Linked DNA regions of Sus scrofa: region 2 is linked to region 1. The links are chromatin contacts, called in public HiChIP or PLAC-seq maps. All regions are on one chromosome and are shown on one strand. The core of a region is the stretch at or near the end of the contact, and the rest is flanking DNA. Distances in the headings are between cores, read along the strand shown.

Region 1 (4,177 bases), core at 671-3,170:
TATCGTGTAACATAACACATGTCGATGGGTCTGGAGTCATATAGGACTTGGGTTCCAATACGGCCTCACCGCGGTTGGCTGTCACCATAGGTGAGCACCTTTACATCTGTGAGCTTCAGTTCTCTCATTCTGTAAAATGGGGATAATAATCGTAACCCACATGGGGTTGTTAGAAGGATAAATTAGATAATGCACTTAAAGTGGTTAGCAGAGGGCCTGGAATGTAGTAAGCACTTAATAACAGTTCAAAGCTATTATTAATATTGTGATTATTGTTGTAATAATGATTCATGTCTAATCCTTTCAGAGGTCATGACAGTCTTATTTCCATTTTATAATGGGTTGTGGTTAGAATCTAGATCTTCTGATCTCTAACTTTCACTGCATCATCATTTATGTGAAACAACGCAAATGCAGTCTCTTTACAGGAAGAATCTTCACATTTTTAAGTTGGAAACTGAGTGCTAACTGCCTACAGCAAAAATTCTTTTTCAGTTGGTAAATATCCTCATCTGTAACAATCACTGGGACATTCAATAACTTCTTATTAACACTTCTGATAAGTAGATGTGCTAGATATAAGACCTGTGTTGCTAAAACATAGCACCTGCTTGTTTGTAGCCTACAAACCCACAAGTTCAAAGACTGCCTTTTAGGCTTAAATAAAATGAATCCATAAGTTTAGCAACCGGTTGGCACCAACCCCAGGCGGCATTTGATTTTTGGAGTAAAGCAGCAGGAGCAGCTGCCTTAGCCCCTAGCAGGGGCTGGGACTGAAACTCAGGGACGGGACCACAGGTAGGTGGGGTAGTCAGCTTCCGCCAGAGAGAGCCAATCAGCTAAGCGTATCTGTGCTGGTCAAGCCGCAGTCCCGCAGAACAATTCTCTGGCTTTTGTAAACAAACGTCAGAGAGAAGGTCACGAAAATTTAGCCCCAAAGCAGTACTACCACCAACAAACTTGTTGGGGCGGGAGGGGAGTTGCGGGGGGAGGAGGATTGAGGAGGGGAACCTCGCCAAGCCTCAGCTTACTCATCCGCAAATTAAGGGCATCAGATGTAATGAGTGTTTTTGTTTGGTTTTTTTTGGGTTTTTGTAGGGCTGCACTTCTGGCATATGGAAGCTCCCAGCCTATACACCACAGCTTTATGGCAAGGTGGGATCCTTAACCTACTGAGTGAGGCCAGGGATCAAACCCGCCTCCTCATGGATACTAATGGACTTCTTAACCTGATGAGCCACAAGGGGAACTCCAGATGAGTGGTTCTTAATTAGTGCTACCCACATTGCAAATGGACCACTGGACTAGTCTAAGATGGTGCAGGATTTTTGTAGCAATTACTAGCCCTTAACAAAATGTCTGATTACTCACATTTATTCCTGGGTGGGGGGTGGGGGGCGCATTTGTTTTTATCACATTAGGTCTCTTGCTTAATTGAGTGTATTATCCTGTGTGTTGGATTCATTTGTTTGTTCATTCATCCAGCAGTTGGGCACAGTGACTCTGTGCTGGCCCTGAACTGGGATCAGAAATAGCCCAAATAGGGCTTATATTTAACTAGTGAAATCAATTCGTAGGTTATAAGAGGAGGCCTGAAGTCTTTTCTCCTCCAAATACGAATCCCGGCGCTGCATCCGATATGCTGCTCTGGATCTGGTGATGCAGATCTCTACCTGCCGAGTCCTGACCGCCAGCTCCTTACACGCCGCATTCTGATTGGCCGGGAAATTCACCAGCAGTTGTCCCCCAACCCCACCCCCATCCCACCCGGTTTCCGCGGCAGAAGAGGGATCGGCTTGAAGTACCTTCTGCTTCCTGTAGGTGGAGCCAAACCCCCTGGCTGAGAGGCTGCGGCCCCGCCGACGCTTCTCAACCCGCCTTCCCTCTCCTCTCTCGGGAGGCCTCCCTCCACGTCCCCACCAACCCAGTGCGTCGGAGGGGAAATCGTGCCAGACTAGGAGACGGCTGCCAGGTTCCTCTCAAGTCTTGGCTTAACAAAGGAAAGCAAATTACAAAAATGGAAATTTTCAAACCAGCGTTCAGTGGTATTCAGATCGACGTTTGGGTAGCACGCAGGCACAGACCGCATTCGTGCTATTTTGTGATTAAAATGATACCGAAAATACCGCCTTGCTTGGGTTTTCTTCTACGACGACCTGTTTCCCTCCCTCTTCTCATTTCCCCCCTTTTTTTTTCACGGAGGGGCAGCCCCCCCTGACCACTGCAGAACCGCTAACATCTGTTGAAATCTTGCTTCTCCTGACTTTTCTAAAGAGTTGAACTTGAAAAATGCCTGCGCTTTTCAGTCTGGAAAAAAAGCCAGATAAAGAAGTTTCTAGGCACCTTCCCAGGGCGTCCTGCGTTTCGCGTAAGGCGCTCTGAGTTCTCTGACAGAGCATCAATCGTCTTTGCATTTCACCTCGATGCGAGGACAACACCTGAAGGCGAACCCTGCCAGAAAAGCAGGCTACCTTGTTCCCCCCTCAGCTTGAGCTGTGCGCTCCGTCTCCTCCTTTAAAAATGGGTTTAAAGTGGCCCTTGAGTTGGGTCTTGAAGGATTTTACTTTAGGCTGGAGGGGTGGTTTTTGTTTTTGTTTGTAAACCTGCCCGCGTCCTCCTTGCTAATTTCTGCAGTTGCTAGACCGGCTCTGTCCCAAGTGGGTTTGTGAGAAAGGCCCTCCCATTGTTTGCACCCCCTACCCCCCCACCCCACACTGCACCGTGGTGTTGTGTTTTTTTTCCTCCTTGGAAGCTTTGACTGTCTCCTTCTTACACAGCTGTGTTTGCAGTGCCTGGAGACAGGTGGGGGGCAGCCTCTAGGCCAAAGCTGCCAATTCTCTCTCTAAGGACTGTCTGAATAGCTATTAAAATTTAAAGATCTCTCTCTCGCTCACACACACACACACAAACACGCTTTTTTCCCCCCCCCCCACACACACTTTTTTGGTGGCGTGGTCACTCACTAAGTCTGTTTGTTGTTTAGGAGGGGCTGTACCAGTAGCCAGACAGAGTCTAGAGGTCGCAGCCATTCTATTCTCTGTATCCTCCAGCCCACATAAGCATTACCTTGGGCCACAGCCTCATCTTTCTAGGCACCTTGGAAAACTGGGTCCAGTGGCCTTAGCTGGGTTGTGAGAAAGAGGACCACTCATCTCAACAGATAAATGTGAGCCATCTCCAGGCAACAGTCACAGTATGGGGATGTTGTGGGTTGGGGCCCATGCAAATGAGAGTTCTCTACTTGGTCAAAGGAGAGCAGAACGCTTGGACTAGATGGGTAGTGATGGCCAGACTTTGAATGGAAGCATGGCTTTCTGACACAGGATCAGACACCCTGTGGTTTCACCCCGATGGCTCTAGTTCTGAGTACCCAGAGTCCTCTAGGGACATCCTCTTAGAATTTCTCCCCCCTCCTTGCTCTACTTCACAAACTCTTGTTTGTCTTTCAAGAATTCTCAAATGCACCCCCCTTGAAGTCTTTCATAGCTATGCCTATGTGCCACTCGCCCTGAAGAATTAATCATTCTGTCATCTGTTCAATATAACTCTATTGCTTGAGCTATGTGACATACGACACTGTATTATGCATATTTTTATGCCTCTTTCTCCCTTGATAGAATATATACTCTTTGCCAAGGCAGGGAACATGTCTTATTTACCACATACCCCTCACACTAAAAATGCTCCGGAAAAAAAAAATCTCGTGGTCGAACAAATAAACATCCTTTGTTTTTAAATGCTTTCAAAGGGGAAATTTGTTTTCTTTCAAGTTCTTCTAAGTCAATGGCCAGACATCTATGACTGTAGAGATGAAAGTAAAAATTTTAAGTTTAAGTCTGATTTTAATAGCTCAGAGACGTTCTTTTGCTTATGGTAAGGAAAGTTTGATATGCATGTAGGTGGAAAATTTCTATATCCCCACCATCTGATTAATGCATCTGTTCTTACAAAATCCAGTGAGAACAGAATATCACTGCAGATCTGGGAGCTTGTAAGAATGATGTAGTCCTATCATTTCGTGTCGCTCTATGAGTTATACTAACGAGTTGTTATTTATTAGACTGTCTTCCTTAAGTTGCTCAAGCTAGAAACCTGGGAATGTCCTTGGAACTTCCTTCTCCATCACTTCCCACGTCCAGTTATCTCCAAGTCATGTCATTTCTCCCAACTATCTCTC
Region 2 (4,177 bases), core at 599-3,098, 110 kb after region 1:
TAGAGAGTTGTATAGGGGTGGAGCCATTGGCAGGTGCTTCCCCAGCTTCCATTTCCCCATTTCTCCCCAAAACAGCACCCAGATCTTCGTGTGAAAGGCAGCTCCTTCCTGGGCTGAGTGCCCCCTCATCCCCAGAGGAGTCTCTGATTGGCCTAAGTTGTTCAGCTCAGCCCACTCCGGGTCCTCAGGATCCGTCAGGAGGGACATGGGATCCAGTTTGCCTGGTGAACCGTGAGGAGACAGCTGCTGAGACTTCCAGGAGAGAAGTTTCCCCTTTCTTCAATCATGACAACTGCAAGAGACCAGTCTTCCTCCTTTGAAGCACATAATATACAAGGGGGAGGCCAGAAAACACCGCCGTCATTCTTGCTACCTGAAAGGGAGGGAGAGGGAGAGGGAGAGGGGAGCCGAGGCCAAGAGGAGGCAGAGTAGCAGATAAATCGACACAAAGCCGTGAGAGCATCCAGATTGTCCCACCCCTGACGTGTCATCTTGGCTTCTTTTGGATTGAGCTGATACGAAGGGACCGTCTTCACTTTGCATATGAGAAACTGAGGCTCAGAGAGGTTGACTGGTTTCTCAGAAAGAGCCGTGTCTAGAACTGAAGCACGTACTCCTTTACGTCAAGTCTAGGGCTTCTTCAGTGTTTTAAAAGATGAGTTCCCCAACCTTAGGTAAGCAGTACCTTTTCCTCTTTACCCAGGAAAAATAAGCAGGCACCCACCCCTTACAAGATTTATGGAGAAAAGGCCAGAAGAAATGGAAAAGAACAATACAGCCATTGTAACAGAAAGGTCTGTATCAAAGCCAGGAGAACCAACAGAACTGGAAATACCCAATCTTGGGCATTCAGAACACGTTTATTAAAAATGTTGATTGATTTATTAGAAAGCAGGGAGGCCATTTTTAGTTTTTATAATTAGTAGAGACCGCAAAAGAGTCCCATTAAGATGCAAAGATCTGTGGAACAAATAAGAAATGTAATAAAAAGTAAATTAAAGCATAAAACATTAACTCTGAAATAGAAGGTAGACATCATTTCATTCTACTTGCCACTAACGGGGACATTCTTTTACTGCCTTCCTAACAGATGGCCATCCTGTCTCTGTTTGAATACCTCCAACGATGGAGAGCTCACTGTCTCGTAAGGCAAGCAGTTTGGTTTTAAATTACACTATAACCTGATTTAATAAATGAAAAATTAAAAATACAGAAGAGCAAACCCAGTAGAGTCGCATGATATCTTATAGTCTTTTAACTTACTTATAGTATTTTAATTTTCATTTTTCTTCACAGTATTTCCTATTGTCTTATACATCTTCCCCTGATTTGGCAAACAGCTTTGTATATTCTATGTTTTCTATCTTGGAAGAGAGATGGCCAAGAAGAAAACAAAAGAGAGTCAGGGTCTAAGTCATAGATTTAGGGATTTAGAATATAAAGCCAGACTATCCCATCTTCAGAACAAAACAGTATCAGCAACCACAAAAAGATTCACCAGACTGGAGAAGGTAAAAAGAAATTCACAGAAGAAACACAGAGAGCACGTACATAGTGAGATGCCTGCATCCCACCCCTGGAACCTTAGGTCGAGCGCCAAGTGAGAGGAGACAGCAGAAATTCCAGGCAGACTTGAGGAAGACAAGAGCCCTCTCTCTTTTTCTACCCTAGAGTAGAAACAGCCAAGTAAGCTGTCTACGGAAACAGCCTTGTCATGGCCCATACTTTCCCATAGCACAGCACAGTAGGGATGGAGGGAAGTTTCCAGAGCACAGAGAAAGATGGGGCCAGAGCTCTTGCTGGTGGGTGGATGTGGAATCCACGGTGACCTGCACCGGCTCATGATGTAAGACCACGTAGAAGTGGCCAACACCTCGGTGAGCCAATGGAGGTGACTAATGACTCTGCCTACCCCTCTGCCAGCACTATGAGCTATAAACTTCCCCAGAAAGCGGCGGGGGGCGGGGGGGGCGCAACATTTTTTTTGGCTTCCCATAACCAAACCCCTTTCTGGGATTTTGATGGAAGCCCGACGGAGAAGTGTTCCCTCCTTCTGCTACCCTTCTCCCCTGCTGGAGTGAGGCATGTGACCTGTGATCACTCACTGAAGGTTTCTATCCGGAGGATTGATTCTTGAGCCAGAGGAATGACGAGACTGGCTCTCTTTGTTACTGGCTGTGGCCACATCCTGGCCAGTGTTTCCTGCTGCCTGGCCTTGCTGGGTTCCTGATAATTGTCCAAACCCGTGAGCTATCCAGTACCTTCCAGCAAATTCTTCTTTTATGAAAATTAGTCCGACTCTGTTTCTGTTCTTTACATTTTCCCAGTACAGAGATTTGTACCAAGGAGTATGCTGCAGGCTCTTCAGATGGGAAAGGCTTTAAGGTAGAAATCTGGGATGGATTATATTGCCTTAGGGGGGTGTCGATGACAACAATCATCTTTTTTAGGATTCAGAGATAGGAATTTGGAAGCCCCTGGTTCATGGCAGCTGAACATCTTAAGGGGATCTGTAGTCATTTGCACGAAGGGCTCAAGAAGAGCAAGGCTTTGAGACCACTATTCTGGGACACTGTACAAGACCGGAGGAGTTCAAGGACTGTAGGAAAATGTGGCTGCTTCCACTGGCCTTGGTTAGTTTACCAAAAGGGAACAAGTTTAAACCCCTCGGATGCTCCATTTAAAACATATATTAACACCGAGGAACTTACCATGGCAGTGCTAAATGAGAGACTGGAAAACAAATTCAAAGTAAGATCTGAGGTTTGTAGAATTCCATCAGTGGACTTCTCAGCTTTGAGACATCTCTCCAGAGAAACTTAAAGCACAGATAGGCTGAGACTTGGAATGAGGGTATAGGAACAGGAAGGACTCAGACAACTCACAGACGCTGCCCCGTCAGCCACGGTGGCCCTTCTCCTTTACTGATGACTCTTTGTTTTTTGCTCAAAGATGCTATTAACTCCCTTACTCGAAAGAGTTACACTGATAGTAGAGGTATTTATATATATAATATATTAATATATACTATATATATATATTTTTTTTGCCATGCCCACAGCATAAGGGAGTTCCAGGGCCAGTGACTGAATAGCAATGACCCACGCCACAGCAGTGACAACACCAGATCCTTGAGCCGACGAGCCACACGGGACCTCCAAAGAAGTCTGTTTTTATGATCTGCATTACAGCAATTCTCCTTTGTCTTTAGGGTCAGAGCTAGAATACCCATGGGGAGGTGGGCAGTAAAAAAGTCAAACCTGCAAGTAGAGGGCATATAACAAGAAACTTGCAAAACTTTGCTAATTTACACCTTCAAAGATCTGGGGAATCTGTGTGGCAATGAATTCTGCAGGCTCTTGACTAAGGACAAAAGAACATAATTTTAGACCACATTGAAGTCGTTGACATGGATGCACTGAGCAGAGCCTCCAGATTTTGTTGCAAATTCGAACAGCTGGGAGTAGACACCGTTGTTTGTTCAGTTGGTTGACAGGAATCTGGACTCAATGGTGGCCAACACTAAACAGAGTTGAGATGTCATAAATTCCTTGATATCAAGTAAAGGAAAGAATCCAGACTCTGAGAGATAGGAATGCTGGAGTGAATTTATCATGTGCAACTTACCCTCTCACTCCCTAACTATGTCTCCCAGGAGAGCACAGAGGACATCCCCTTCGCCAAAGTCTTGAGAAATACTTTTCTGGAGGGAACACCAGTGCCTTCATCTTCGCCACTGCTATCTGAAGCCTAGGGATACTGATGGAAGCTGCAGTTCCCATAGGGTCCCTGGATCAGGGTTGTGGGGGTGGGGGGAGGAAGCCAGGGCAGGACTGGCCACACAGTAGCTTTTCAAATGGCAGAGGTGGGCGCTGAAGGGAAAATCCTTCCCATCCCCTCCTTGGAGATCTGTGGCTTTAATTAAGCCAATGAGATTTTTCCAACCCAGAGCTCTGAATCTTTTATCAGATGTTTCTTTTGCAAATATTTTCCCCCGGTCTGTGGCTTGCTTTCTCATTCTTTTGACATTGTCTTTTGCAGAGCAGAAGTTTTTAATTTTAATGAAGTCCAGCTTATCAATTATTTCTTCCATGGGCTGTGCTTTTAGTGTTGTATCTAAAAAGTCATCACCAATGCCAAGGTCATCTAGGTTTTCTTCCACATAATCTTCTAGGCG

The links. HiChIP or PLAC-seq counts read pairs in DNA pulled down with a chosen protein or histone mark.
Region 2: an H3K27ac HiChIP or PLAC-seq map of skeletal muscle shows a contact between it and region 1, with 8 times the contacts expected there. The contact joins two enhancer-like sites. A contact is called at or near these places in 4 of 47 Hi-C or Micro-C datasets (heart right ventricle, retroperitoneal adipose tissue, skeletal muscle and 1 more) and 1 of 2 datasets of contacts at active chromatin or transcription factors (skeletal muscle).

Annotation. Positions count from the first base shown.
Region 1 is chr6:150,687,276-150,691,452 of Sscrofa11.1, forward strand. No RefSeq gene overlaps it. Among named protein-coding and RNA genes, the nearest start is that of TM2D1, 74 kb to the left of the region's middle. Within about 2 kb of position 1,921, at least 38 of the 83 cell types and tissues checked have an H3K27ac peak or open chromatin away from gene starts, as enhancers often do. A contact at or near this core is called in skeletal muscle, where this site is marked.
Region 2 is chr6:150,798,258-150,802,434 of Sscrofa11.1, forward strand. No RefSeq gene overlaps it. Among named protein-coding and RNA genes, the nearest start is that of TM2D1, 190 kb to the left of the region's middle. Within about 2 kb of position 1,849, at least 8 of the 83 cell types and tissues checked have an H3K27ac peak or open chromatin away from gene starts, as enhancers often do. A contact at or near this core is called in skeletal muscle, where this site is marked.